Linked DNA regions of Mus musculus: all the other regions are linked to region 1. A link is a contact called in public HiChIP or PLAC-seq, Micro-C and promoter capture Hi-C data. All regions are on one chromosome and are shown on one strand. The core of a region is the stretch at or near the end of the contact, and the rest is flanking DNA. Distances in the headings are between cores, read along the strand shown. Region 1 holds the start of Epn2 (epsin 2). Region 2 holds the start of Smcr8 (Smith-Magenis syndrome chromosome region, candidate 8 homolog (human)). Region 3 holds the start of Dhrs7b (dehydrogenase/reductase (SDR family) member 7B). Region 4 holds the start of Kcnj12 (potassium inwardly-rectifying channel, subfamily J, member 12).

Evidence for each region. Promoter capture Hi-C pulls out the DNA fragments that hold promoters and counts their contacts. A called contact is a pair of places that touch in the nucleus more often than the background predicts. HiChIP or PLAC-seq counts read pairs in DNA pulled down with a chosen protein or histone mark.
Region 2: a Micro-C map of embryonic stem cells shows a contact between it and region 1, with 6 times the contacts expected there. The contact joins the promoter of Smcr8 here to the promoter of Epn2 in region 1. A contact is called at or near these places in 2 of 39 promoter capture datasets (cranial neural crest and liver), 1 of 484 Hi-C or Micro-C datasets (embryonic stem cells) and 1 of 115 datasets of contacts at active chromatin or transcription factors (embryonic midbrain).
Region 3: a contact with region 1 is called in an H3K4me3 HiChIP or PLAC-seq map of pro-B cells, with 4 times the contacts expected there. The contact joins the promoter of Dhrs7b here to the promoter of Epn2 in region 1.
Region 4: a contact with region 1 is called in a promoter capture Hi-C map of embryonic stem cells, with 3 times the contacts expected there. The contact joins the promoter of Kcnj12 here to the promoter of Epn2 in region 1. A contact is called at or near these places in 2 of 39 promoter capture datasets (embryonic stem cells and pre-B cells).

What each region holds. Positions count from the first base shown.
Region 1 is chr11:61,575,788-61,583,472 of GRCm38.p6, reverse strand. It overlaps Epn2 (epsin 2), which reads left to right and starts at 3,786. Exons shown (of 11, transcript NM_001252188.2): 1 at 3,786-3,906.
Region 2 is chr11:60,773,218-60,780,902 of GRCm38.p6, reverse strand. It overlaps Smcr8 (Smith-Magenis syndrome chromosome region, candidate 8 homolog (human)), which reads right to left and starts at 3,378. Exons shown (of 2, transcript NM_001085440.1): 1 at 522-3,378. The coding sequence starts at 2,875. Top3a (topoisomerase (DNA) III alpha) reads left to right here and starts at 3,538. Exons shown (of 19, transcript NM_009410.3): 1 at 3,538-3,981. The coding sequence starts at 3,802.
Region 3 is chr11:60,825,891-60,833,575 of GRCm38.p6, reverse strand. Dhrs7b (dehydrogenase/reductase (SDR family) member 7B) reads right to left here and starts at 2,945. Exons shown (of 7, transcript NM_145428.2): 1 at 2,845-2,945. The coding sequence starts at 2,864.
Region 4 is chr11:61,017,621-61,025,305 of GRCm38.p6, reverse strand. It overlaps Kcnj12 (potassium inwardly-rectifying channel, subfamily J, member 12), which reads right to left and starts at 2,742. Exons shown (of 2, transcript NM_001267593.1): 1 at 2,456-2,742.

The sequences.
Region 1 (7,685 bases), core at 2,537-5,036:
TTTTTTATTATTATATTTTTATAATATACAGGATTTTTCTGTGTAGCCTTGGCTGTCCTGGAACTCGCTCTGGAGACCAGGCTAGCGTTGTTTGTACTCAAACATCTCCCTGGCTCTGCCTCCTGAGTGCTGAGACTAATTGTTGCAATAGCCTTATATAGCTCTATGTATCCTTTTGGTCCGTTTTTGAAACTATTTGCCTTTAAAAGTTACTAAAGAATCTGACTGAAGGGGGTTGGAGAAATGGCTCAGTGGTTAAGAGCTGTTCTTCCAGCTGGGCGTGGTGGCCCACGCCTTTAATCCCAGCACTCAGGAGGCAGAGGCAGGCGGATTTCTGAGTTCGAGGCCAGCCTGGTCTACAAAGTGAGCTCCAGGACAGCCAGGGCTATACAGAGAAACCCTGTCTCGAAAAAAAAAAAAAAAAAAAAAAAAAAAAAAGAGCTGCTCTTCCAAAGGTCCTGAGTTCAACCACATGGTGGCTCACAACCATCTGTAATGAGATCTGATGCCCTCTTCTAGTGTGTCTGAAGACAGCTATGATGTACTATATAAATAAATAGATAAAATAAAAATAAAGAATCTTACTGAAATCCTAGGGTGGTTTCTGAGGAGTATCAGACAGGGCTGCAATTGATAAGGTAAACTCTAAATAAAGGAAGTTAGGAGGAAGTTATCTCCATTGTAAACAATGCTTGGGAGAAGCATGAGCCTGGTTAGGATCCAGGTCATAATCATTCAGGGCTTTTTTTAAATATTCTTTTTTTTTTTTTTTTTTTTTTTTTTTGAGACAGGGTTTCTCTGTATAGCCCTGGCTGTCCTGGAACTCACTTTGTAAACCAGGCTGGCCTCGAACTTAGAAATTCGCCTGCCTCTGCCTCCCGAGTGCTGGGATAAAAATCTTTCTCTTTTTTCTTTGTTATATATAAGTACACCGTAGCTGTCTTCAGTCATTCCAGAAGAGGGCATCAGATTTTGTTACAGATGATTGTGAGCCACCATGTGGTTGCTGGGATTTGAACTCGGGACCTTAGGAAGAGCAGTCGGTGCTCTTAACCACTGAGCCATCTCACCAGCCCAAAATATTTCTTTATAAAATACTCTATGTTTTGAAGCTTCCCAGCAAATGTTATTAATTATTTTTAATCGAGGTGGAACTTTTGCTTCTTAGCTGGCAAAAAATTTCATCCAAATTCTGAAGTGAGGAGCTCTTCTTCTCCGCTTCGTTCTCAGACCTTGACCTTTCTCGTGGGTCTCGGCTTCACCTCAGCAGAAGCCTCTGAGGAGAGTCTTTCAGGCTGTTCCAGAGGATGGAGCTGTCTCCACCCTTGCCAGGCTGCTGTCATTGTCAATCTGGAGTTGTAAATGGGGCAAGGCACTATTATTTCAAGACAGTTCTCTTTTCCTCTAAGCTCCATTCTCTATAATGAGATTGTTGGGTCCCCAGTGTGTCATTTGACATGCAGGGTACTTTGAACTGAAGGACATTAGAAAGGTGTTGCCAGCAAAGTCTCTTTCTGACCCTTCCCTGCCTTTCTATATCCTATGCTCTTTCATCCCTCAAGCTGAGCCTCAGAAACTAGAATTCCTCTCCACCAAGATCAGCCACAAAGCCCAGACAATCTTTCTGTGTTGTCCATGGAGAAGTTCTGTAAGTTAGCCTGTAGGTCACTAGACCTTGCATTCAGAATGGGTTCTGTATATATCTAGAAAGCCAAGCCATAAAGAGAATCAGAACAGGCAAACCTCTCTGGTCTCCTCTCTTAGAGCTACCCTGTTCTGTCTAATCATGTCTCTGTATGGTGGCTCATTCTTCATCAAATGAACACACATAGGGAGTAGGTCAGCTTTCTCTGGGTCTTTTGAGTCTTTACTGCTGAAGGCTTCTGGCCACATCAATGATCAAGTCAGCTGTATTTTGCCCACTCCTGTTAACTAGTCTTTTGTTACAGAAGTGGCTGTTACTTTGTGATAAGGAACAGAGAAATCACATTTTCTGAAACCCAATGGGCCAGTTCAAAATGGAACTATAGTTTTTATGGCAAAGCAGGTACATAACATGTGATTTCATTCATTAATCCAGGGACACACTGTAGCAGTAAATTATGGGTCAGGGCTTCCAGCATCCAGAATGTTCTCCAGCTAGACTTTCAAAAGAAAAGTGACCACATGACCTTGTGTTAGGGGTGGCCTCCAGCTTTAATATATCGTGGGCCGAGAAAAGGACTCTAAATTCCCTGCTTTTGAGACCCAGGTGCCTTTTCTTTCTTGTGAATTTGTGAGTTCTTTATAGGAAAAATGTACTTGTGGTTCTGAGAAGTACAATGACCTGCAAACTCTCCTTCAGTGAGCAAAGGCAGAATGAAATTTTTGGGCATAGATTGGTTACAGAAATTGTCTTAGGGTTTGCATTGCTGTGAAGAGACACCATGACTAAGGCAACTCTTTTTTTTTTTTTTTTAAGATTTATTGATTTATTCTATTTAAGTATACTGTAGTTGTCTTCAGACACACCAGAAGAGGACACCGGATCTCATTACAGATGGTTGTGAGCCACCATGTGGTTGCTGGGATTTGAACTCAGGACCTTCAGAAGAACAGTCAGTGCTCTTAACCGCTAAGCCATCTTTCTAGCCTGGCAACTGTTATAAAAACAACATTTAATTGAAGCTGGCTTACAGGTTCAGAGGTTCAGTCCATTACCAACATGGCAGGAAGCAGGGCACAGTCCAGGCAGGCACACTGCTTGAGGAGCTGAGAGTTTTACATCTTAAATTGAAGGCCAACAGAAGAGTGTCTTCCAGGCAGCTAGGAGTCTCAAAGCCCACTCCCACAGTGACACACTTCTTCTAACAAGGCCACACCCACCCCAACAAGGCCTATTCTCCTAATAGTGCCATTCCCTGGGCCAAGCATATTCAAACAACTGAAATAGTTCCCTGTACTCTCCCCTTGAGCCCTGATTCATGTCCTAGACCCTGTTATGAGGGCTCTCTGCTAGCAGTTTTGGGGTCTAGCCTTCAGTTCTGACCCTTCTGAGATCCTCTCTTGGGGAAAGAGGGAAAGGACTCTCCTTACCTTCTTGTATAAGGCTCTGCTCTCATCTCTGGCCTGCCTCTGTGTGCTGTAGCTTGGCATGTGGCCGGCCCTACATTGCTTTGTTGGGTGCATAAGAGTGAGACTGCAGGCTTGCAGTTGGGGTTGCTAAATCCCAGTATCCTGATGAATCATGGGAGACTCGAGCGGCCGAGGGTTCAACCACTTGGGCTGCCAAAGTTCTGGACTCAACCTTTTTATTGAAATGCACACACAGAAAAGTATACAAATCTGAAATATGCATAAGTGAATCTTCATGAAGTGAACGCACTTGTAGCAAAATAAATCAACCCTGTCTGGCACCTGGCCTCCTTCCTGTCTCTTCATCACAACATTTTTCACGTGCAAGAGGAAATACTAGGAGACCATGGTTCTGATTAGGCTAGGCGGGGTTCTGTGCTTGAGGATTTAAGGGAGGAGCATGGATTGATGGTTAAGGTAGTTATGTATGCCCTGGGGAATTGTTGAGGTAGGGGGGATGTGTTGGACTCTGAGTTAGGGCTTCATAAATTTGTTAGGTTTGTGTAGAAGCAGGAGCTATTTAGAGAAGGCCTTGGGGGCATATGTGGGAGGGGCGGACCGGTTTGGAGGCGGGGCCTAGGAGCGAGGCAGGGCGGAGCCAGTGTGTGTGGGAGGAGCCTCCGCGCTCGGAGGGCGGGGCTCGCGCGCGCGCGCTCGCTGCCGGCGCGCCCCCTCTCGGCCGCCATGTTGGCTGGCGTGTGGGTGTCAAACGCTGCACAGGCTCGGGTCGCTCCCGCTTCTCCCGCGTCGCCGGCGGCTGCAGCCTTGCACTCGCGCTGGCCAGGAACGGAGGTGAGCCGGGACTCGCGGGGCTTGGTGTGGTGGTGGCTCGGGAGTCGGGGCGGGGCGGGGCTGCGCGCAGACCTTCTCTTCCAGTGCGTGGACGCCCCTAAGAGCACCGGCTTCCCCCTCGCCGGCCGGGGCGTGCACCGTGCGGCCAGCCGGACCCCACCCGGCTGGACGGCTCAGCCAGGCCCCGCCCCACCTGAGCCCGCTCGGAGCCGAGAGAGAGGCGACGTCTGCCTCCCGGCTTTGGCTCCTGTCCTCGCCTCACACCTCAGCGACAGAGCCTTCAGTTTGGAACAACCCCGCCCCTCCCCAGAGCGTGCTCGCCCCTCGAACCGGGTCCGAGCCGGCCGGCCCTCCCTCAGGGGACCGGGGGAAGGGGATACTCTTCCCCACGTCTTTCTCGCCCCCGGGACTGGATTCCCCTTCCCGGCCCCCACTCCACAGCACAGCGGGGACGGGGGCGGCGAAGCCAGGCTCCAGCTGCCTTTTGTTCCGCGTGGGATGGCAGAGACCTGGCGGCCCTGTTGGGCGAGTCCGGGTGGGCGAGCCGCGCGTGGGGTCGGCCTCTTCCGGGAGACCCTCGCTCTCCCGTGGGCCGGCTTCGTCGGAGCGCGAGCCGAGCGCGTTGGGAGAGGCAGGCCATTCCTAGAGGAGTCCGGGCCAACAGGTTTTTGTTTGCAACCTGAAGTTGGCCCAGTGGTTTTGCAGGGGGAGCAGATTGTCTGAGCTCCCTAGAAACCCTAGGTCGGCCGGTGTAAGTCTGTTGCTTGGTCTCGGGCCTCAGTCCTTCCCAGCGGCCTCTTCACTTTAGTGCTGCCTTGGGAACGCATTTGAAGTCTATGTTTCAGAAAAGATAGGATTTAGCTATTCTTGTGTTTTTTGACTAGGGGAACTAAGGCCCAAAATGTGTTAGCTTGCCCAAGGTCATCTAGGGATAGGGTGTTTGACACAGCTGGAAGCCCCAACTCTGGGACACTTAAGGATTTCTTCAACGTTTAGGATTCCCCCAAATCGCTTGCCTGCTATTTTTAACATTCATACAAGAAAATGGGCAAGGGAAGATGAGAAAGAAGTGTGAATTCTTCTTTTGCACAGTCAAGAAAATACCCTGTGGAAGAAGGGATTGAAATTGGGTTGAAATGATTGAAAAAGGTGAATTTCTTTGATCCATGTCCCTATTATGTAATATAAGAAAGACTTAACGGGAACTTTGTGGTCTTGTAACTCTAGATTTAGAGTGATAGCGGCAGATACTGGATTCTCTCTCGGTGATCGGCTTTGCATTGGTAATTAAGCTTTCCATCTATGTATTGTTGGTAATGAAGCTCTTGTCTGTATTTAAACGAGCTTGGGAGGAACTGCAGCTTTTCTTAGGGCATTTGTGATTAATGATTGTGTTGGGGAAACACCTGTAGGTCTTGGTTTTTTTTTTCTTTTTTTGAATGTTTGCTTTTGTTATGTTTGTGACAGGCTCTCACTGGGTAGTCAGTCTGGCCTGGAATGCACAGAGATCCACCTGCATCTGCCTTTTAGGGTGGAGATATTAAAGATGTGGGCCACCACACCCAGGCTGCTTTTGTGACTTTAAAGTTTGGTTTTCCTAGTTTTAAAGTTAGGCTAGTTATGTGTAACTGTGTGGCTGGGTTGTTGTTTCATAAACATGAATTGCAAAGTACTGTTCCACATGGGTTGATTTGAGTAATTTTGTTCAGTATTTGGATTTTTCCCTGAGCCCTGAGATAGAAGGATGGGGGCTGTGTTGGTCTCCTTTCGCTGCGGGGTGTATGGTGCCAAACATCTGAGTTACCAAGAAACGAGAAACTTTAAAAAAAAAAAGTGTGTGTGTCTGGGGGCCAGTGTATAGTGTTGGTACCCTCTGAGTGCAGAAGAGGGTGTCATGCCCCCTGCAGCTGGAGTGCATTTAGTTGTGAGCCATTGAAGTGGGTGCTGGGAAGTGAGCTCTGGTTCTTTAGAAAGTATGTGCTCTTGACTGCTTAGCATTCTCCCCAGCCCAGGTATTTGAAACTTCCAAGTGATGATACCTGGCATGGTGTTTGCAGTCTTGAATAATAGCCCATCCTTTGCAGAACCTCTCTGTGGAAATATGACTGCCTCTTATGTAATCTTTCATAATGAGGAATAGATTTCCCAAGAGTGGAGATTCTGATAAGAGTCCTGTGAAAGTAGTTGAAAAGTTTTGGAGAATCTGATTTATGTTAATGGTGTTTTTTTTTTTTTTCTTCTAGAAGTTAAAGGAAGTTTTAAATTTCACTAATAGTGGCAACTTTCGAGTTCTTTGTGGACTGAAGCATGAAAAGAATGAATTTGATTCAATTGCCCACTGTGTGCAGAGTTCTCCTGCCTTGTGGATGGGATGTGATTGAGTGCCATGAGCACCTAGTGACCCTGAGAATTTATTCCCCAAAGAGTCTCACTGTGTAACCCAGGTTGGCCTAGAATTTGATTCTCCTGCCTCACTCTCTCCAGGGATTGAATTACAGGGCACAGGATACCATGGTTGGCCCTTGGTCTGTATTTGGGTTTACGCTTGCCTCACTATCAAGCTTTTGCCAGCTGCCAATCTTTGGACCCTTCTTCCTCTGCTCTCCCAACCTTTCTACCACACAAGGTCTGTTAGGGTACTCTGGGCATTTTGAGACTGTGACACTTTGAGGCCAGTGGTTGCCTCGTCTTTCTTTGCTTTTCCAAGGCTCTGTTCAGTCTGTGACATACAATAGTACTCAGGTCTGTAATAAGTAGTCCTGTGGGCCAGGATGATGCTTCTATGATTTTGTACCACTAGTCCCACTGTTTAATCTTGCTCTGGTATAAACTGTTGGCCATCTGTACTGTGAAATGACTATCTAGTGGATTTCTGTATTTTCTTCCCGGCAGTGTTGGGAATGGAACTTGGGGCCTCACACATGCTAGGCAAAGTACTCTGCTACTGAGATGTACCCAGCCCTCCAGTGGATTGAGTTTTTGAAAATTGACATACATTCTGATAAGGCAGTCACTGGCTGTGGAGCTCTGATTGCCATGGAATGCCGTATGTACACCAGGTTGACTTGGTGCTGAGGTTGAAGGCACTCATCACCAAGACTAGCTTTCTTAATTAAAAAAAAAAGATTTATTTTATTGCTTATTATTTTATTATTTTTGTGTTTCTATGTGTACATGGGTATAGTGCTCTCAGAGGCCAGAAGAAGGTGCGGGATTCTACAAGCTTCTGGACATGGGTGCTGGGAACTGATCTGGGATCCTTTGAAAGAGCAGCAAGTGCTCTTAACTTAGCCAAATCTCAAACCCTCAAATGTATTTTCTGTATCTCTGCATGACAGAAGAGGGCATTAGGGGGCTGGTGAGATGGCTCAGCAGTTAAGAGCACTGACTGCTCTTCCAAAGGTTCCGAGTTCAAATCCCAGCAACCACATGGTAGCTCACAACCATCAGTAATGAGATCTGATGCCCTCTTCTGGTGTGTCTGAAGACAGCTACAGTGTACTTACATATAATAAATAAATAAATCTTTAAAAAAGAAGAAGGAAGAGGAGGAGGAAGAGGAGGAAGAAGAAGAGGGCATCAGGTCCCATTATAGATGGTTGTGAGCCCCCGTGGTTGCTGGGAATTGAACTCAGCACCTCTGGAAGAGCAATTAGTACATTTAACCACAGAGCCATCTCTCCAACCCAAATTTATTTTCTGTCTGTCTGTCTTTCCTTCCTTCCTTCCTCCCTACCTCCTTTCTTCTTTTCTTCTTTTGAAGCAGGGTCTCTATGTAG
Region 2 (7,685 bases), core at 2,129-4,628, 800 kb after region 1:
AGCAGAGTACAAGTTATTGGAGTTCTATATCTTCCACAGTGACAGCCACAATCCTTTACACCATTGTGACTGGAATCAGAACGTAAGATCTTCAAGTCCAGCTATTCTCTGACTTCACTGAACGAAGACTGCTGTGTTTACCCAAGACAAATGGAATCAGAATCTGACTGGGGAGTCACGATTCAGGGCATATAAATATAAGTAGCGTGTCTGCCTAGCATGCTCAGGGCCTGGGTTCTATCGATAGAACCACTTACATTCACAAGGAAATTAATTCTCCCAAACAGTTCTGACATGGAAGTGGGGCTGAGCCAGGATTGGCAATCTCTTAGCAACTGTGAATCCCCTGCCCCGTGATAAGAGAAGGCAACAGGATCAAGAGTGATTTGCCAAAGGAAAGAACAGTGAGTAGGGTTAGCCACTGTCTAGGAAGCAGGCTTTCCTTTTTAGGGTCCACAGATCCTAAACCTGCTTCATCTCGTAATGTTTAGGGCTCTTCCCCACCTCCTGGAACCAGTTACCTTTGTAGGCCAATAAGCTTCCACTTCTGGAAATCCATAATATGCAAAGGGGAAGAAATCCAGTGCTTCACCGGCTTGGCATAGCAGCCATAGTTGGGAACAAAGATGGACAGTGCAGTCACCAGCTTCCTGACAATGGTTTCATCTTCGCCCAGGACCACAAGTGTCCTCCCACTGAGCAGGGAGTAGATGGCTGGGTGGGCAAAAGGGTACTGGCGGATGAATTTTAAGGCATTCTGGCCAGCTCTCTTTTTGTGCCTCTCAGAGGATAGGCCAGCAGGAGGTGCTGAGGGGATTCTGTCTGAGCTGGTAGAGGCCGCACTGCCCATGTAGCTAGTGGTATCCGAGTAGTTATCCAGGCTCATCTTACTAACATCTCGGCTAGCCAGAAGGCAGCTTGGATCCAGCTCATAAGCTGGGAACATTTCACAACTGTTGTCTCGGGGAGAAGGGTCAGTGTTTTCCACTCCGAAGTCCACGTGGAGCCCCTGGTCCTTCTGTATGTAGCGCTGTGGGGGAATGCTCACCACACTGTCCTCATCAGAAAGAGTGTAGGCTGGGGTTGGGAGAGGCACCAAGTGACCTTCACTCTCCTTTCCAATACAGCAGCTGGAGTCTATTTGGGATGGGATATTTTCCAAGTTGCCCTCCTGAGTCTCATCCGGTTCTGGTGAGCCGGCACTTGCCTGGAAATGGATGGCCCCCTCATTATCCGCATAGGCTTCTTCTTCATTAATGGCACTTGGGTAACTGGCCTTAAAGTCATCAGGAATGAGGGCCTCAGAAGGGCAGGTACTTAAGACTTCAATGCTGTCCTCGCTGATTGTCCTGTGGCTGACCGCTTTGCTACGGACTACATGGGGGCTCAATGGCACGGTGAGGCTGGCCTGGCTGTCAGATTTCGACAACACAGAGGCTGACTTCTCGGTGCCCAGCACCTCAATGCTTTCCCCACTACTGATGCTCCCTTTCATATCCATATCCAGGTAGTCCAGGTTCTCTTGGGGGTCAAAACTGCGTGCCTCTGTTGCCTCCACCCCCGTGTACTCTTCATCGCCAAGTTCCTGCTCCATCTTGATCAATACAGACTCCACACTGGACTTGTAAGAGCCAACGCTAATTAACACTTTAGGAATGGGGCATTCTTCTACAGGCTTGGGAGGCAGCCTGTCCTGACTGGGCTGAGAGGGTACATTCTCTTGCTTTTCCATCCTGTCATCCACCTCTACAAAATCTTCAAAGAGGAAATTCGTTATGGGCTGTTGTTTTCGAAGCACTCTGTCAATCTGACTGGTCAGGAGGTAGCACAGGTCTCCTCTGAACATGTGTTCAATGTGGCTAAGCTGGGCCAGGGTCTGAGTGAAATACTCAGTGTCACAGAGTTCCTCCAAGGTCTTCAACTTCTTGTCAAAACACTTGGTGGACTTTGCTTTGATGAGTTTGGGGGTGTAAGCCGGTCTGCAGGTATAAAGGTCTGCATTAGCGGACTCCTCAGGATTAGAGGTAGTGGATACCTGGTCAGCCTGATCCTGGGTATGCTCTGTATCACCAGGCTGCAAGTCAGGGATCTTCGTCTTCTGACGAGGGTATGAGCGGATCTGCCTCAGCAAATCTTGATGTTCGATGATGGACTTCTCCACATTGGCCAGTTCATTGGCTTTCTCAATCGCCTGAGAAGAATAAAAACCCTTGTCGTTGGCTTTCTTCTGGATCTCGGTTTCTGTGTGTAGCACTGTCCTTGTGTAATCCAAGTCTTTCAGCTTTTTTTCAAGTTCCCCAGCGAATGCCTTCCTGTTGCCCATCTTCAAGCACTCAGATGCTTTGGAAAATTCGGCCGAGAGCTCTTGGAACTGCTGCATGATTTTATGCTGGTCTGCGGAGATATAAGCCATACAAAAGGGCCTCACAAAGCCCCTGGCCTCCAGGTCGTACAAGGTGAGGTGGTGCACATATGCAAAGGCCCCTTCCTTAGAGTCTCCCAGTACCACTTTAGAGTCTTCCACAAAGTTCAACTTGGGGTAGGCAGAACCGGGAGGATGGCCTACGAATGAAGCCTGGTAATCCACCGACATAATCCGCAAAGAGAAGTAATTAAGATCAAAAGTGCCAAAAACTTTGGTGTCATTGGGGATGGTAAGCAAGGGCTGGGGTCCCACCTGCTCAGAGAACTCGGAAATGAGGATGAAGTCCCTGGAGAACTTGGCCCCAGACAGTTTAGACCAGGGGTTTGCCCCCTGGCTGGCATAAGGAAAGAGAGGGACTGAGTACTCCTCAGGCAAAGCGGGCTCATTGTAAGGTTCTTCCTCGTATTCATCTTCCTTGGTGAAGGCCACCACATCAGGGGCGCTGATCATATTTCCTGAAATATGGCAAGCACATTGAGAGGAAATGGAAAATAATGTAGGGTTGGTCGGAGGGAGAGTCAGGCCTCTGGATGCGAAAACGAAGTTCTTGCGGCCTTCTTTGCACTTCCGGGGATCCTAAACTGCCCTGTCACACAACGAAGAACTCGAATTGCCGCAGACTCTCAAGGTTTGGGACCTGTGATGCCCTGGGCAAGCCTCATGAACTCCAAAGCTGCAGGTCCAGATGACGGAGGCTGGCCATTCTCCAGCGTTTGCCCGGGCCGGCGCAAGGTTCCTGAAGCTAGGTCACCAGCACTCCCCGGAACCTACCGGCGACATCAACAGTCCCAGCTCTGATCGTGTCATTAATCCTCGCCACGGGCTACCGCAGAATCAGTCAAATGAGTCTCCCCACGACCTAAGGGCAGAAACTGTCGCCGCTCCTAGGACCGTACTGTCCCAGGGAAGCTACCGCGGCACCGCCATCTTGGTATCACATGACTCCCCAGCATCAGCGTCGCGTGACCCGGAAACGCCCACACAGACTTCCAAGTTAGTGGCGCCTTTTAAGAGGCCCTGCCAATCAGATCTTCCAGAGGACAAGTCCCGTTAACTACCCATTGTCATAAAGAAAAGGAAAGTAGAATACAGTGGGGTGGAAGGGAGGAGGAGAAACGGTGTTGGAGGAACGTGCACAGGGCATGAGGCATTCTGGGAGTTGTAGTTCAAGGCTGCTTAGTGGCGCAGTGGGCGGAAGTTGTCTGTGAGCGCGAGTTTAAGCGAGACTCGGACGTGTGGGTTTCTGATCGAGGCGGCAGTTGCCTGGAAAAACTGCATTTATTAAGGTGGCTCTCACAGTTCCTCGTGGCTTTTCCTCTGGGTTCTCCAGCATGCACGGGCACCCGTGGAGTTGCTGCTGGAGCAGGACCTAGGGAATGATCTTCCCGGTCACCCTCTTAGCGTTTCAGTGGCACCGACGGCCTGGAGGCCGTGCCCTGTCCCGCGCTGCCATGGAAGTGGCCTTCCGAGGAGTGCGAAAAGTTCTCTGCGTGGCGGAGAAAAACGACGCTGCCAAGGGGATCGCCGACTTGCTGTCCAACGGGCGTATGAGGCGGGTAAGAAGCACTTGGGTTCTGCTTCCCTGAGGAACGCCCACAAAGTCCGACAGCGCGTTGGGTACCGGGAGCCCGGGCGAAAGCGACTCCGCCTATTTTGCGAGAGGCCCCTCCCGGCCGCCCTCACTTCTCGGTTTCTCCCTAGCCTTCAGGCTTTTTGTAAATGTAAAACCTTTTCACGCTTTTGATAGACCTTTGCTCGCCGGATCTGTCTGCTCGGCTCACATACCAGTGGAGCATTGCTCTCCCTTCTTTGGGTCTGGAGTGTGAGAACACGTGTATTTTAAAACTCTTCCTTGGTCAATCACAAGTTCAGTAGTATTGGAAAGCGGTAACCAACTCCTTTATCTTGGCGTTCAAGCCTTACTTATGGAATCCTGTCCCTGCCTTCTGCAGACCCTGTGACTAGGGTGGTGGCACCCTAGGGGTAACACTTAGGTTTAGGAACTAGAGAAGTCAATTACTACTCCTATAGACTGATTCTAAGATACACGAAAGATAGGATTGTCTCCTGACAAAACGGAGGTGAGAAGGGTAAAACCCCAAGGACTGTTGCGTTATCATTCAGCTGGAGGCCCTTCCTAGGAGCTGTTCCCTTTTCTTTGCAAACAGTTGGATCTCCAGACCTCTGCCTCCAGTTTTAAAATACCCGGAAGGGGGAGCCAAGGTTAGGTGGGCGCTGGCCCCTAACTACTTCACCTCTTAAAAATGTCTTTGAGTAATAATTTTTTCTTTTCTGTTTTGGAGACAGGGGTCTCACGATGTAGCCCTGGCTGTCCTGGAACTTGCTAAGTAGATCAGGCTGGCCTTGAACAATGGAGATCTGTTTGCCTCTGTCTTCTAAGTACTGGGGTTACAGACTGACATTCAGCCTAACTACTGCTTAGATCTCTCTCTCTTTTATTTTTTAATGTCTATGGGTGTTTTCCCTACATGTATGCCTGTGTATCAGACACATGCCCACCGAGGCCAGAAAGGGTATCAGATCTGGTTGTGAGCCACTATGTGAGATATGGGAATCGAACCTAAGTACTCTGAAAGAGCAGCAAGTGCTCTTAACTATTGAGTCATCTCTCCAGCCCCTTAAATGTCTTTTTTTAAGGAGCGCCCCCTGCCCCCCATACACGCACACACTTGGCCGGGGATTCTTTTCTCCCTCTCCCCCACCCCCTCTCTTTCTCTCGATGGCTAGTTGGTTGGTTTTTGGAGACAGGTTCCTCTGTGGTGTAGTCCTGTTTGTCCTGGAACTCACTATGTAGACCAAGCCAGGGCTTCTGAATCCTGTACCATCACAACACTTAGAAGGCATCTACAGTAATGAGACTGCCAAAGCTGGAATAAAAGAGATTGTTGCTGCTTTGTCCATACCATTGAGTAGATTGGAATTGAGTCTTTAAAACTGTATTTTATTCAGAGGGCTGGCAACCCTAGAAGACAGCTTGTCTCCAGCTGGCAGGTTATATAGAGACAATGGGGGTGAGGTAGAGAATGAAAGGCGGTCAGTCGCTTTGGAGTTCAATCGTGCCCCCTGGTCAGCCATATTTTGAGATTTGTGTTGTTCTGTAAGGATAAGTAAGAGTTAAGTTTGTAGGAAGAAATAAAAGATGAGAAACTAGATGAGCTCAAACAGCTAAAGCAATTGATATTTAATGCCAGAAATGTGGTGTTTGTAGTTCTGACTATGACATGACCAGGGCACAGGACCTCAGCACTCAATGATCAGGGTCCAAGAGAATACACATTTCTTGCTTCAGGCTGGGATTTTTGTAGCTAAGGATAGGGAGTGGGTGAGAGGGATTTGTTTGGGGCAGAATGAGGAAGTTAGCTGTTTTCCTTAGATAAGCAGTTTGGTCTGACTGCCAGGTCTGTTGTCTCTGCCACCACTGGGTATCTGGAGTTGGGCCTGCTGCCTTCTGCAATCCTTAAATATTTATTTCTTGGAACTTTGATCTCAGTTCCAGGAACTTGGCTTTTGGGGAGATTCATGTTTCAATTTGGAAGAAATGTCGTACAAGCTTAAGTGTGGTAAAGTATGGGTTGTATGACCATTATACTGTCTAGTTCCAGAAGGTAACTTTTGTCTCTTTATTTTTTTTAAGATTTATTTATTAATTATGTGAATACACTGTAGTTGTCTTCAGACACTTCAGAAGAGGGAGTCAGATCTTATTACAGATGGTTGTGAGCTACCATATGGTTGCTGGCATTTGAACTCAGGACCTTCAGAAGAGCAGTCAGTGCTCTTAACCACTGAGCCATCTCTCCAGCCCAACTTTTGTCTCTTTAAAAGAGCAAGTACCATTGTTAGCTCTGTCATGCCCACCACAGTTAGCCCGCTCTGCTGTTAACTATTGATGTTGTTAGGGGGTTGGAGTTTTTGTGTTAAGAGTCTCATTCATGTAGCTGACTTGAGGTTGACCATAAAGTTGCTAGGAGTGGAGGCTGGCCATAAACTTTTTTTTTCTTTCTTTCTTTAAACTGGAATAATCAGTTTATCTTATTTTTATTTTTGTGCATGTGGTGTGTGTGTGTTTGTATGTGTGTGTGCACGAGTGTGCAAGCACATGCTTGTGCCCTTGAAGGCCAGAAAAGAGCCCTGGGGCCTCTGCAGTTATAAGCAGGGAAGGCCCCTTGATGTGGGTGATCTTCTGGAAGAGCAGCAAGCACTCTTAAGCACTGAGCCATCACAGTTTTACCAAACTTAAATGGTTGTGAGATATTTCCTCCAGATTGAAACATGAATTCTGACACCCGCCCCCCAAAGACAGAAAGCTCAGGTCTTGAAACTGAATTCAGTGTTGCTCAGGGTTCCAGGAAGTAGCAGAAGGCAGATGGCCCAACTCCAGACATCCAGGCCTTGAAATCTTAATCTTCCTGCTCCCACCTTCCAGTATGATCATAGAAGTTTGGCAGGGTGGACAGCTAATCCCCTTTCTGACCTAGATTTGCCTATTCTAAACATTTCCTATAAATAAAAGGCATGGCCTTTTGTGTGGGATTTATTTAACGTAGTCTTGAAACCCTATTCGCACTGTAGCACCTGTTAGTACTTTGCTCCTTTTCCTGGCTGAACATTTTAATGTCTCGCTGTATCACACTGTGTTTATCAATTGGTAGGCATTTGAATTGCTTCTGCCTTCTGTTTATTATAATTAGGACTGGGTGCAAACTGATTTGCAAGTGTCTGTTTGAATAGCTGTTATGATTATGGGTGTCCTATGAGTGGAACTGCTGGGATATGTGGTAGCTACCTATAACTTTTTCAGGAATCACCAAGTGTTTTCCCACATGCTTTAGAAACACTTGCTTTCCAGGTTGTTTTTACTTTAACACCATCCTAGCAGGTGTGAGAAGATACTGTGCTGTTGTTGGGGTTTTTTTTTTTTTTTTTTTTTTTTTTTTAGCATTTTAAAAAAAAATTATTTATTGGGCCAAGCATGGTGGTGCATGTCTTTAAGCCCAGCACTTGGGAAGCAGAGGCAGGCAAATTTCTGATTTTGAAGCCAGCCTGGTCTACAGAGTGAGTTCCAGGACAGCCAGGGCTACAGAGAAACCCTGTCTCGAAAAAAAAAACAAAAACAAAGAAAACCAAAAACAAAAAAAAAAAAAAAAAAGAAGATTTATTTATTGTATGTGTGAGTACACTATAGCTGTCTTCAGACACACCAGAAGAGGGCATCAGATCCCATTACAGATGGTTGTGA
Region 3 (7,685 bases), core at 1,696-4,195, 750 kb after region 1:
AGCACTGTGAAGGCTAAAGCTGAGGGATGAGTTTGATGCCAGCCTAGACTCCATAATGACACTGTGAAACAGGGAGGGAAAAAGAAAATAGGACTAAGCTACATTTTCCTCTTTTTTTTTTTTTTTGTTTGTTTTGTTTTTTCGAGACAGGGTTTCTCTGTGTAGCCCAGGCTGTCCTGGAACTCACTTTGTAGACCAGGCTGGTACATTTTCCTCTTAGTAACACATGTGTTACTAGAACATAGTAACTTTATTTTGCTATTCTTACCAAATCCCTAATCAATATGTAACTCAGAAAAGAATTTTTCTTTTCACCGTTATTTTATGTGCATTTATTTTGCCTACATGTATATCTATGTGAGAGTGTGAGATCTTAGGGGTATCCTTATGTGCTGCCAAAATTTATGTGCTAAAATTTGAACCTGGGTCCTCTGGAGGAGCAGTCAGTGTCCTTAATCACTGAGCCATCTCTCCAGCCCCCTCAGGGAAAAAAAACAAAAAAAAAACAAAAAAAAACAAAAAACTGAGCAAAGATTCTTTCCACTATAGCAAGTAGTTTCTCACAGTCTGTTCTCTATAAGGAAAAGTCTACTTAACCTGCTAATCCATGTACTAGAATAAAAATAAATGATCCCAAACGAACTCTTAATGTTGGAAAGGAAAAATTAAACAAGCAAGGAAGGGTCACCCGGCTCATAAAATAAGAAATTTCTAAGTCTGAAAGTTCGTAAAACTTTCAAGACTCAACAAGGCCTGCCGGTCCTGACAGCTGTATGAATAAACACCATGCTGAGGAGAGGTCAGAGAGCAAATGATTGCTGACAGAGAAGGCTGTTCAGTGGTGGAGCTGCCTGCAAGGTGAACAGAAACCAATAATGTAGCTCCCATTCTGAGACGGGCATTTCAGGGATGCAGACGCCTTTGAATTACGTTTCTTCTATGTAATTCCTCACCCAGTCACCTTAATAAACTCACCCATTTACCAAGCTAGACTTGGATGAACTTGCTCTCTAGCTAGAGTGAATAGACATTTTGTATCTTCCAAAAAAAAGTAAGTCTACCTGGGTCTGGCCTCCAGCTCCTGACCTTGTGACCTCCTGCCTGGGGAGTAATTGCAACTACCAGCATCCCCCCCAAGTGCCTGGCACTAGGGTTTGAGGAGGAACCTGGGCCTCCATACTAAGCGGGTGCACAGGACTTGTAACAATCTTTCAATAATTTCTCTTACAATGACCAACTCAAAGGCAATCTTGGTTCCCTGGATGAGCATGGCTTTTGCATAGAGGAATGTATCTAAAAGCCTGCCTCCCCTCATTAATTTGCTGCAGCTAAGCTTCCAGGACTCTTCCGAAATGTAGAGATACTACTACTGACTTCATACTCTGCTGTGATGAGGAAAGTGGGTATCTACAATAGACAGATAGTGGTGGGTACTCCAGTTAGTTTCCCTTCCTGCACTTCTAAAACAAGTAGGTCTTGATGCCTAATTCAAACCTTATCACTAAGGGGTCCCTTGCCACCTGCTACTTCTCTAAAGCTTTCCACTACCCCTACAGGGTTACAAGACTGAAAAGTCTTTACAGGCAATTCCACTAAAAGTAGTAAGTACGGGGCTGGAGAGATGTCTCATTAGTTAAGAGCACTGACTGCTCTTCCGAAGGTCCTGAGTTCAATTCCCAGCAACCACATGGTGGCTCACAACCATCCGTAATGTGATCTGATGCCCTCTTCTGGTGTATCTAAAGACAGCTACAGTGGGGCCAAGGGCTTCCAAGGCTGTGGGTTATGGGAAGCTCTAAGGACAGAGGGCCAATGAAGGCTGTGGATATGCACAGTGGAGACTCTTTTAGTTACTGTATTGACATTGCCTGCACTGTGTATTGCTCAGACAGGATGTGCTGGGCACTAAAGATCATGCTGCCCTGGCACCCAAGTGTTAAGGTCAGCCCTTCAACCCTCTGCTTGACCATGTGAGCATCCTGGATCCCAAACATGAGATCCTGCCCACCACCACCATCTCAGAACAAAAAGGTGGGAAGCCAGAGCCAACTAACATGTCCCAGTCAGTGCCTACAGGGTCTTAGCAGCTGTGTCTGGAGGCTGGCTGTTGTCCTGTAAAGACATTTAATAAAATATCGCATAAAAAGGAAAAATAACAAAAGTAAATACCCACCTGAGAGCTAGTGCAAGTGTTTGTGTGGAAAGGCGTATGTATTAACTCTCAAATCACTATACTAAAGGCTAATGAACTGAGAGTAATGTATGAGTACCATGTGTTGAGTACATGTAGCCACTAGCTAAGCCCTTGCAAGCAAAAACTTATTTACTCTTCACTACTGCCATATTTCTAAAGTTTTAACTGAAGAAACGGTCGCTGAATGTTTAAGGCATCCACCCACAGTTGCACCTGCTAACCGGCACAGTTAGGGTTGGAAGTGTCTAATCTAAGAAAGCTGTTCTCATGGATGTTCCAAAGTCAGAATCTTGCTCGCCCTTTCCGAAAACCCAGATCTCCTAACCATCCCCGGGCAGGAGTGCCACTGGGGTCATGCCACAGTAGCTATGCACACGCGACCTTGCGCGCTCTAGGCTCCAGACCCTGAAACGCACACACAGAGACCAGGTGATCTCCGCGATGAGCGTGCCGGGGCGGAGTGCCTGAACCCTGCTTCCTTCACTGTGGGGCGCCGCGGGGAACCGGAAGCTATCAGGATCCACAGCCTCCCCAGAACGTGCTCAGCCTCACTCAGTCACTTAAAGCAGATGTACCCCGCGCCTCCGCTTTAGACAGGACACCGTCCTCATTTCCACTCACCAAGAGGTTGCAACATCCCTAGCCTTTACCTAAAGGACGGAGAGATCATGGTCAATCAACTTCATGCTCCCGCCTCGGAATTGACGAAATGCAGCTTGGTTCCGTCCAATCACAATACTCGGGAAGCACATGCGCTCTGAAGATGCGCCCAACAGAGGTAGAGTTTAGCCTTTGCGGTCTAAATGACGTCAGTCTGCTTAAGTCCTATACCGTAAATCTTCCGGAGGAAAATTCTAAGTAGTGGTTTGGGTTCCATCGGTTTTCAGAAAAAACTGAACTTGCTCTGCAAAGCTGAGTTTGATGGCATATGGCTGTTATCCGAGTACTTGAGAAATGAAGGGAGGCAGCTCAGGAATACAAGGTCCCCTTTGGGCTAGGCTGCATGACACTGCTTCAAAAAGCAAAAATAAATGCTACAGTTGCCAAGATTATTATAAACGGCGATGTGATGTTGTTACAAAGATGGGGAGAGGGGGCTCGGTTTTTGTTTTTGTTTTTTAAGGAGGTTAGAAACAGACCTACACATAAGTAGTCACTTTTCCTTCCAACAAGGAGCCACATTTAACACAACTAGGAACGTACTATTCTAGTATTACTATTATATATATATATATATATATATATATATATATATATATATGTATATATATATATTACATACATACATTATATACATACATACATATATACATAAATACATATGTGTACATATATACATATATATACATACATATATGTCACTATTACATGTAATATTAATACTATTAATAGTGCTAAGTCTAGGAACTTTCTTTATTCTTTTTCTTTCTTTCTTTCTCCCCCTCACCCCGCCTCTTTTTGGGTTTTTGAGACCAGTGCTTTCTTTATGTAGCCTTGGCTGTCTTGGAACTCGTTCTTTACACCAGGCTGACCTCGAACTCACAGAGATCTGCCAGCCTCTGCCTTCCAAGTGCTGTGAGTTCAAGACTAGCCTGGTCTACATCGCGAGTTTCAGGACACCCAGGACTACAGAGAGAGACCTTGTCTCAAGATAATAATTATAACAACAACGTCAACAACACAAGAGAGTGTATAAGCAATACAATTTGTAATACATATAGCTGGAAATAAATTTTATTTCAAAAGATACAAAGTTTGCAGAAAAAATTATTATCTTAGTTTTTCAAGACAGGGTCTCTCTGTGTAGTCCCAGTTGTCCTGGAATTTACCCTGTAGACCAGGCTGGCCTCAGAGATCTGCCTGCCTCTGCCTTCTGAGTGATGGGATTAAGGGCATGAGCCACTATTGCTCAGCAAATTTATTGTATGTTCATTATTGACTGTTTATTGTAGATGAGAGGAGCTTGCATAAAGATATTTCATGCAAGTTTATAATGTACTTTGGGCATACTCTCCTCCATTCTCTCTAGCCTCCTCTTTCCACCCCCACTTAAGTGTAAGGAGTCACACAGACACACACCCTTCTCTGTGTAAGCTGAAGCCAAGTAGAGAGTTGAGTCGGAATTCCATCCCTCACTGACAAGACCACTTCCCACGTGTGAAAAGAGGCCATGCAGAGAGCAATAACTAAACACTCTTTCCCCTCCCAGTGTCAATGGAGACTTATTAGAAGTCTGGACTTCCATTTGTACCAAATAGTAACAAAGAGTTCCTCTAGGTGTCAGTGAAGGACAAGTGGAATTTACAGACTTCCACATCCATCTGCCAATAGCAAAAAGGCATAAGATTATCCTGCCAAAGTATTGTCCAAGGAAGCCAGCTTAAATGGAAAATGGAAATAGGATTCAGACTCTTAAGGTACTTAGAAGTCCAGGTTTCTGTCAAAAAGCACTAGCTTTGGGCTAGAATATATAGCACAATGTTAGAGTACTTGTAAGCATATGCAATGCACTCAGTTTTATCCGTAGCACAAGAATGAAAATTGAAAAGCATATGTTTTTAATAAGAAACTGAACTTTTTTCTTTTTTAACATTTTTTATATTTTTATTAGTCCTTTGAGAATTTTGTACAATTTTTAAAAAAGATTTATTTATTTTATGTATGTGAGTACACTGTCCTTCTCTTCAGACACACCAGAAGAGGGCATCAGATCCCCATTACAGATGGTTGTGAGCCACCATGTGGTTGCTCGGAATTGACCTCAAGACCTCTGGAAGAACAGCCACTGCTCTTAACCACTGAGCTGTCTCCAGGTCAACCTTTTTCTTTTAAAATCTTTATATGTATGGCTGCCTCACCTACATATATGTTTATGTACTAATTGTGTGCCAAGTTCCCAGAATCTCTAGAAGAGGTTATCAGATATACTGATACTGGAGTTATAGGTGAATGTGAGCTGCCTTGTGGGTACTGGGAATTTAAACTGGGTCCTCTGGAAGAGCAGCCAGTGCTCTTAACTACTGAGCCATTCATCTAGACCCTCCCCACCCCCGATAGATAACTTTTAGATGGTGCCTCTCCTCTCCCTCAGGTGCCTCTTCCTCACTATCTTGCTGGCTTTGGACCTCTTCTCCTCAATAAGCTTAAACAATATATCTATTTCTGAGTCCTTCAACAGCAGCTGCCATTGGGAACAACAAAGAAAGGAGACTCAGGTGACAGGGAAATATCTGCTTGGTCCTGGATCAGCAAGCTAAGAAGTTTCATGGATATTCTATCAGTTAGGGTTCTCCAAAGGAACAAAGCTCAATAGTTTATATATAGATATAAAACAAAATGAGATAGATAGATAGATAGATAGATAGATAGATAGATAGATAGATAGATAGAATTGATAGAATATATATATGGATGGGGTGTGAGTGTGTGTGTGTGTGTGTGTGTGTGTGTGTGTGTGTGTGTGTGCATTTTATTAGAGTACCTTACAGGATACAGTCCAGGTAGCCCTACAAAGTCTTTCTCACTGTGGAAAAGCCAAAGTCTGCTAGTTCACTCAGTCCTCAGTCCATGAGGCTGGCTGTATCAGCAGATCAGCAGTCTCAGTGTGGTTCTGAAGTACTTGGTGGAGTCCCAGAGAGCTGCTGGCATTCAGTCTACATTGGAATCCTAAAGAAGTTGGACTTAGCACCAGCCCTAGAAACAGCACAGATGCACTTGCCAGCAAGAGTAAGGGCAAGCAGGAAGCAAACCAAAGCTTTCTTCTTCCACGTTCTTTTATCTGGGTTGCCACTAGAAGGTGTGGTCTTGATTTAGAGTGGGTCTTCCTGTTTCAAATAACCTGATTAAGGAAAATCCCTCACAAGGGTGCCTAGCAGTTTGGGTCCCAGTTAATTTCAGATGTATTCAAGCAGGCAAACAAGATTAGTGATCACATTCTCTAGTGAGCTCCCAGGAGATGTAACAGCTTTACGGACAGAATGAGAGAGATTAGTTCTGCCCTACTTAGCTTTATGCTCCTATTCAGTAAGAAGCGACAATGTACTGGATGATCCTCTGAGCTCCCATCTTCAGGAGTTCATCTGGGCCTGCTCGAAACTGACCATTCATAAAGGAGGGGGTGGGAAAAGCCATGGAACCCTCACCTGAGTATCCAGCTACCCTTCCACCAAGTTATATGCAGTTCTTCCCTTGGAGCCTGGAAGGAGGGGCTAGAGTATCTAGGTATGTAAGAACCAAGAGGGGGAGCTCCAGTTATGGGGCCATGGGTTAACCATCATCCCTGCAGGGTACAGATCTTTCCATATCAGCATTAAGGTCACCAATCCTCTTGCCTTTAATCCCGGACCAATTGCTCTGTTGGTCCTATTAGCAAGCCTATTCATTGGTTCCCCTCAAGTGTACCTTGGTGGAATCAAACTTTGATTTGTCATTGTGACCCTGAGGGGTGAGTAGATGTTTCTTAGCATGTCCTACAAAACCCAGGGTGATGTAACCACAGGCTTTTCTACCAGTACACCACTTCCTGAAATAATGACTCTGAGACTTAATTATATCTGAATGCCTAAGCCACAAGCTTTGGCTCATTCCTTAACTAACCCTGGGCTCATAACTTAATTAACCTGTGTATTCTATTCTGTGAGATCCACATGGCTGGTTACCTCTTCTCAGTTTCATGTGCCTGTCTCCTGAGAGTTAGGGCGAATCTCCTCTTGCACCTGACTCTATCCCAGAGTTTCTCCCTCCCTACTGGAACTCCCACCTCCTTGTTCCTGACTCAGCTCATTGGTCAATCAGCCTTTTATTGACAGGTGATGCTTCCATATAGTACACAGAGATTCTTTCTACTGGATGAAAATTATTGGAACAAGTAGAACAAGCCAAGAAGGCTGATCTTCTGCCTTCCACTCTCGATTCCTACCTAAGGAATCAAGGAGAGAGGAGCAGTGGTGGCGCACGCCTTTAATCTCAGCAGTTGGGAGGCAGAGGTAGGCAGATTTCTGAATTCAAGGCCAGCTTGGTCTACAGAGTGAATTCCGGGACAGCCAGGGCTATACAAAGAAACTCTGTCTCAAACAAACAAACAAACAAACAAACAGTGGGCTGGAGAGTTGGCTCAGCAGTTAAGAGCACTGACTGTTCTTCCGAAGGTCCTGAGTTCAAATCCCAGCAACATTTGTCCAGCTATCTGTAACGAGATCTGGCGCCCTCTTCTGGAGTGTCTGAAGACAGCTACAGTGTACTTACATATAATAAATAAATAAATCTTAAAAAAAAACCCCAAAGAAACAAAAAAGGAATCAAGTAGAAAAGTTTCTGGGGGGAAATTGAGATGAACAAGCTTAAGGAATAGTTTAGCCACCTGGAACTCAACCTGGCCTATGCACACACTCTCCTAATAATACATTTGGCAGCCCAGAGCACTCATCTGAGTGTACAACACACATACACAACCTCTCCAAACAGTGTACCTAGCAACTTGTTAGCAACCTAG
Region 4 (7,685 bases), core at 1,493-3,992, 560 kb after region 1:
GGCAGGACTCCAATGACAGTCCACAGGGAGGGGTAACTGTGCCCATGTTTCACTCACAGCACAGCCCTGGACACAGCCCAGCCACCAGGCCCAGCTGCATCTGTTGCAGGAAGGGTCTTGCCCAGAGCAGGAGTTAGGATCAGGGAATTGAGACCGACTATTGAGCAAAGCTCACAGTATACTAGCAGACCCTGCCCGGGGGCTGGCAAGGACCACAGAGATGGCTGAGACTGATGACGCAGTCACTTCCACAATAGCTTTGTGCCAAAGCCTTTGGGTGCCATGACTGGTCATACCAACTATGGCTCCAGGCACCGGAGGCCTGGCTGAGCCAGAGGAAACTGTCTGCCGGCTGTACTAGCCCCAGTGTCGCAGAGCCTAGAGGTGCCACTGTGGCCAGTGTTGTTACTGTTATTGCTGCCATGTTAGTTCACTGCTAGAGAGCCACTCAGTACTGCCCAGTCCTGCCTAGGGCAGAGCAGAGAGAAACACAGGAGTCTGCATAAAAAGCCTTCTGATTCGGGGAAAATGAGGCAAACCTTCTGTTTTGACCTAACATGTTGCATGGCTCTGGAAGCACCTGCCGCGGATACCTCTCCCAACACAGCACAGCCTCCTAAACCTCCCTCCACTAGACACACATCTACAGGGGACCTTGCCTAGAGAGCTCAGTGATAGAGGACAAATCCATCACGCCATTGTGCCCACCCAACCCAAGACAGATGGGAACAATTAGGGCTTGAAGTACACAAATGTCAGTCCTGTGTGAACACTGTATTTACAAGGCACTTTCTGTCCGCATATAGCAGTATCTCAATGGAGAAGATGGTCCAGCAGCACCAGCTCTACCTACCTTGTCCCTAAGGATGTCTGAGCCTCCCCCACCCCCCATCCCCGTTCCCACAATGCTGAGGCTGGTCTGGTGGGCCATATGCCCACAGCCATGCATTTATTCTCACGAGTGGCTCAGCCTATCCAGGGTCACCTGCTATGACAAAGACCCTTGTGTCTCCTGACCAATTGGAGGGACCCCTTGAACACAACTGATGATTTCAGAAGAACTGAGAAGTCTCTTTGGGGTTCCCCTACAGACCCTAAAGGGATGCAGAGGAAGGAATATTCAAGGAGAAGCCTGGTACTCAGATCCGCCTCCCCTCCCTGGCCCTCTCCTGTTCATGGGCAGATTTTGGTAAAGGGGTCCCAAATCAGGCACCTGGTGCAGTGCCAGGCTGGAGTGAGTCTAGTCAGGTGGGACAGCAGCCAGGGCGGGCTTTTGCTTATCTCTCAAAGAGTGTGTAAAGGCTGGGAGCCTAAGCCTTGTGGGTTTCCACCTTGGAGGAGGCGGCAGCTGATTTCTGTGAGCATGTGGGCACCTAGGCAATCCAGAGAGCTGAAGCCTCTAACCAGTGCTCAGGAGGTGGATGCCAAGGCCAGGAAGTCCCTAGATCATTACTGCCAGCTTTGGGCTTGGGTACAGGTAGTAAGGAAGAAACTAGAAAGGACCAAAGACAGTATCACACTCTGGGAATGGCCAGAGGGGCAGCCCCAATCCCACCAGGTCTATCAGTAGGGCGGCAGAACCTCCTAGAACTGGAGGCCTTCACCAAAGGACAATTTCTTGTGAGCTCTAAGGTAGTCATAGGACATGTGCACAAATTAAGGCAGGTACGGGTGTCCGGGTGTTGGGTGTCTAGGGCCTCAGCTCTCCCGCTCTCCCCCAAAGCTCTTCATAGGCTCGCCACCCCAGCTGCCTCTTCCAAAGGGTGCAGTTCCCCCACAGGACACCAGAATAGACTTGTGCGTCTAGGAGAGACTCTGCACTGAGCCCCTTTTGGGGTTTCTCAAGACCAAATTTAAGAAGCAAAAGGTGCCCTGGACTTGCAGGCTAGATGGATGGTTAAGAACCACCTCCAGACTATTTTGACTCCATTACAGCACAGGCGACGGGAAAGAAATGTCTCCAAAGATCCCAGGTCTTAGCCGGGAGCATTCTCAGGTCGCTAGCCAAACCTGTGCACTCACTCTGTACCCCATCTTGATCACAGGTCTCTCGGGTAAGGTCACGCCTAGGACCTATGCCGCGCGCAAAAGTGGCTCCGCCCGCTGCTTTACGAGCCCCCTCAATCCAGCCGGCCGAGGGGAATCAAGAGCTCCTCAAAGTTTCCGAGAGCCGCCCCTCCCGCCCCCGCAACACATATATACACCCCTGGAAAGACGTTAGCCCGGAGCAAAGTTCCCTGGTGGCTGTAGCCCGAAACATGGCAGGGGAAGAAAAGCTCTCTGTCAGCATTTCATCTGGTGGTTCACCACGGGAAAGGAGAAAAAGGAACGGAGGGAGCTCTTCTGCCTCACCTTCCCTGTTGCTGCACCACCCCTCGTTCACCCGGGGCGGGAAGCTGTCTGCGGGGAACTGGGGCCGAGCGGGTGGGCCGTGCGCCCGCGGCCGCGCTCTTACCTCGGTCAGTGGCCGGGGCGCGGCGCGTCCCGCGTCCTCCAAGCTCCGCGCGGCCGTTCCCGGTCCCGGCCGCCGCTGCGCTGGCTGCATTGCCACCGTTGCCGCCGCCGCCTCAGCGCAGCCCCTGGGAGCGCTCCACGCCGAGGGGCGCGTCGCTCCCGGGCGCTGGGTGCCACCAGCCAGCCATAGGTCGGGGGCGCACGCCCAGACGGCGCCCCCAGCCACTCGGCGCTCGCTCCGGGCTCGCCGCTGGCTTCTGTCGCTCAGTCCCGCGACAAGAAGCGCCGACCCACCCCCTCCCCCGCCGCAGTTATCTGATCCCGGGCAGGGCCGGGCGCGCTCCCCTGAGCCGGGTGTGGGTGTCCTGCACCTCCCAACGGGCTTCGATCGTACAGGGCACCCTCCCCCGGCGACCGTTCTCAGGGAGGCGGTGGCAGCGCAGTCGCGGCGTGGCCGGGGGAAGACGGGGAACGAGGAATGGAGGGCGAGGAGGCGGCGGGAGGCAGAAGCTCTGCGCGCACCCAGCTCCGCGCCCCGCTGCCACAGTAGCCCTTCTCGGTAACTCCTCCAACTCTCCGCCAAAAGCACGCCCGCCCTGCGCCGCGGCGCCGCTGATCCCGCCCACCACCGCCCTGGCCTGGCCCGGTGGCCCCTCTTGGCCCCAGCTGCCCCCCACACGCACCAGCCACTTGCGCACTGGAGCGCGCGCGCGCGAACACATACGCGCGCACGCGCGTGGCACACACACACCCATACACACACATCTTCCTGGGGACACGCGCACACACAGGTGCATGGCGAGCATATAATAAATACTCAGACTACAGGCAGGCAAGGGAATCTGGACGGGCTGCACACAGCAGGATAGCAAGCTCAGGCGACACCTGCACGAGATGCATGTGATGAGGAGCGCGGTGGCTAAGGTGCACAGGTGCAGTCATAGTCACATATGCACATACGGGGTGGGATCAGTCAACACATCCACACAGGCTCGCTTCTGAGCTCACGCGTTCTTTCCCCTTACACACCAAAGCACAGGGTTACAGGCACACCCCATCCTCTTTAAACACCATATCGCTTCTTCCCATCATGTGTTGTATTTAGCTTTCATCTCTTGCTTTTTCTGTGCTCCTCCTTCTGGCCTTTCTGCTGATTTGATTCCATGTGACTCCCCTCCCCTTGCCCACTCTTGTCTGGAAGGCACCCCTGGTACTCTCCTCTCCCAGTCTCCTGGAGCCTATTGTCTGGGCCTCGCCTCCTGCAGAGCCTGGACCTTTCAGCCTAGCAGACAGATCAGCCTAGCTGGCCTCAGGGAAATCCCATTTTATCATAGAGCTGACCCCCAGCTCAACCCTAACACTGAAGAACCAGGTCAAGAAGGCTGGTCTGCAGGCAGAACACAAGCTTCACAAAACTCCCCAGCCCCCTGGTCTCCAGCCTCTCTGTAATGTGAAATATAATTATGCATTTGAATAGCAGAGACACTCGATGCAGGATCCTAGCCAAGAAGCGCAGCTTTCTGGCCACCCAGATGCCCAGGCTCTGGAAGCTTCTTCAGCGCTCTGCAAAACCCACCATCCCACCTCCAGGAGCCGACTCCTCATCCAGACCCCAGAGTCCCCAGAAAACTCTCCCACTTTGGGTTATGCTTACCCTAACTCAACTGAGCAACCCTGAGCGCCAGGTACAACAGCACTGGGTCTCTGGATTCCCTGTGATCACATGGACATCATGAGGTTCCCTGAGTTATGGCACTGGGGTGAGGGTTAAAAGAGATGAGCGCATGTACAGTTCTTAGCTGAGGAAGGGGCTGAGTCAAACGGCTGGTGGGTCTTGGGTGTTCAAGCAATCTGTGCTGGCCTCTGTGCCAAGGACTTAGCTAGAGTTACTCTGCTGCCATTACGATCCTCTGGGAGGCCATATGATCTATGGACCCACTTTACAGATAAAGACATTGAGGCTCATCAAGGAATAGTTGCTTATCTAGTTTCACAGTGGTAGGGAGAGGTGTCTCAGAACCAAGTGTGTCCTTCAGATGGCCATGCCTTCCTGTCTAGTCACTGTTAGGGGCTGCAATAGAGAGAAAACGGGTAACCCCAGGGACTCTATTCCCAGGTCCCCAGGCCCCCAGGCCTGCCTTGGACAGGCACATGATGTCCTGATGTCTACCTTCTCCTGAATGAACAAGGAGAAAAATGGCTCAGATGTCCCTGGTCCACTCTACCCAGCCCTGGTGTCCAGAACACAGAAGCCAAAGGCAGGAGTAAGGAAAAAATCCCCCCCCCACAGTCTCTACCCTCTCTGGGAGAGCAAATTCAGGTTGCATTCGGGGGCCTCCACCAGACATCCTAAAGAGCTCACAGCATGCTGGTAGACAAGAAAACGGACAAAACATTACAGGGCTCCACTAGGTCTAGGATCTTAGGCTGATCCTATAATGAGTTCAAGGGTGGAGCATACATCCGCATATACAGCCACACTCGGCTGCTTTTCTGAGCAAGGATCTCAGAGGCCTGCGTAAAGCCAGGGTAGGGTTTTTCCCCCTACCCTTTCATCAGCCACATTTCACAGATAGAACCAGCATCTTGTCCAAGGTCACCTAACAAAAAAGACCCACCAGAGAAACCACCCCAACTCCCATAAGCACTCAAGAGCTCTGCACTCTAGACTTCCCATCCCACCCTCCAGCTTACAAGCAGGGACCAGCTTCATTTCTTAACCAAAATCTCATCTCTTTTTGGGACATCGTGAGTCTTCTACCAGGCTCATGGTCATAACCTTCCTATGGAGAGCAAACCCATGCTCAAGATACAGTGACAGAGGTCAGAGGACAGCCATACAGGAGACTCTCTCTAAGCAGGGCTCCAGGTGTGGACAGGGTGGGTCATACCATCCCTATCTCAGGAAAAGACATCCTGCCTCCCTCCAGAGCTGAGGGAGGGAATTTTCTAGAATGTGCCCAGCCTCAACACAACTGCTCCCAGCATAGGACCCAAGGACACACTTCTCACTGAAGTCCCACATCCTTCTCTGCAAAGCATGGGTGGCCACAAGGACAGAAAAGCAATTCCTGCCTTGCACGGCACAGAGATAAGTTGTCCTGTGCATGCATGCATACATCCCCAGGGGCCTGTGTGGCTGTCCCTCAATCTGAGAGAATCCTCCTGGACAAGGCTATAACTGGGACCCTGTCCATCCTCTCAGCCGAACGCCTGTGCCTGTGTGCCCTTAGAGTCTCAGGCTGGGGCAGCCAGAGGAAGCCATCAGCTTATTTGGAAACCCTTCCTTGACATAAGGACAGCAAGAACAGCAAAGCCATCCAGAGAAATGCCTGAAGGCTTCGGGATGCTGTCTCCTGAGAAGCAGTCTGAAGCGACGGCCTCTCTGCCCAGCAGCTGGCCACCTTTCTGACAACCAATTCCTATGGAAACCAAGAGGTCCTTCCTCAGTGTCTTTGTTGGCCTGGCAGCACCTGACGCTCCTTAAGAACACCTTCTCCAAGGATAGGATTTCTTCTGCCTCGCCTAGATGTTGGCCTAGCCTCTGCCCTCCACTTGTTCCATTCTCCCTTCCAGGAATACTGGCTGCCACCAGCCCAACCCTGTCCAGGCAGGAGTGTTGCTTCCCCCACAGCTTTTCCTTCAGGACATCTCAGGATACCCCAGGGAAAGACCACTCCTAGGCCATCCCTACCTCCCCTTTCTTGCTTTGCCTTTCCCCCCAGGAGTCTGGCATCTTGGTCACCTCCCTGATTGTCACACCAATTCCATGAGACCAGAGACAGGTCCTTGTGTGCAGACCAGGGCAGGCACCATGGGCATGAGGGTTCGTCTCCAGAACAAGCGTGATGAGGACGGTGGAGAATTCCTCCCAGGAACAGTTCTTCTGTTCAGCTCAGTGCTCATGGACACATTTAAATCATCTGCATGGTCATGGGACTGTGTGTGTGTGTGTGTGTGCGCGTGACCATCTGGGAAACAAGCCTAGCCTCCTACTCCAGTGCTCATCCTGCCCCTGATCAATACCCCATCTAAGGAGTCAGAAAGAACGGTGCCCATGGGCATCAGGATAAGCATTTGTGGTAGGAACCATGGGCGGGAAGTCAAGAGACACAAGGGGGCATTCTGCCTGAGCCCTGTCCACAGTCTAGGCAATCAGTCAAGTGGAAAGAAACCTGTCACTCAGGCTGTGAGCCACAGAGTAGAGCCCAGGCCCAAGAGCTGTGCCCTTAAACTGGCCTCTCTCTTCAGCACCATTTGTCCCAAGATATACACTGCTGACAAGGATAATGGGGATGGTTATAATGGCCTGTGCCAGCTGTGTATCTGCCAGGCATCACATGATAGAGTTAAATGCCCACCAACCTTCACTGGAAGTGAGAGGCAGGTAGATCCCACCCCAGTTAGACAGGTAGAAACCAAGCAAGAATAGGGTCCTTGTCTCCAGGAGAGCCATAGGGAAATCTTACATGTCATCACATACACACATGCCCTTCCCCTGCCCAGGTAACCGTGGACTTCTGATTAAGCCAAAAGCATTGATTTGAGGCACAAACTCCAGGAACCATTAGCACGCAGAGAATAGGACAGCAAGTTCACAGTCCCTCCCTCCCACCTGTCCGGAAGCAGACATCGATCAGCCAGCAAAGCCAGCAGCTGACTGCTTCCCTGTGCATGGCTAGGCCCTACTCCTGCTCCTCTAGAGCTGTGATGGTGAGGAGCAGCTGCTAACATCCAGGACACGGCAGTTAGGGACCAGGCTGAAGGCCGGGGCTTTCTGCCATGCTCTGGTCAAACTCATAGGCAACCAGAGACAGGGTTTTCCTGTTCAGGCTGTGAAACTTCTAAGACACATCACCATCTAAGTACAGCCTGGATTTAGGACCGTTCTCTGAGATCCTTCATCTTCCCATCAGGTCCTATCTCATACCCCTACCTGCTTCCTGTGGGGCTCAGCCACTCAGGGACAACCGATAAGAAGTGATCCAGGCCAGCACTGAGCACTACAGTGGTTGGCTGAGGGATAGGCTTGTGATCAAAGCGATCACAGAGATCAAAGAGAACGAGAACCTACCCCAGTACTTTTGCTAAATAGGTAGAGAAGGTTCATGTGTGTACATGCATGTGTGTGTGTGCGCGCTCGTGTATGTCTGCGTGCACGCATGTGTTAGCATGTGCATGTGTGTATTTCCCGGGGTTGCTCACTGGTAGCAGAGCACTGCTGTGGACCT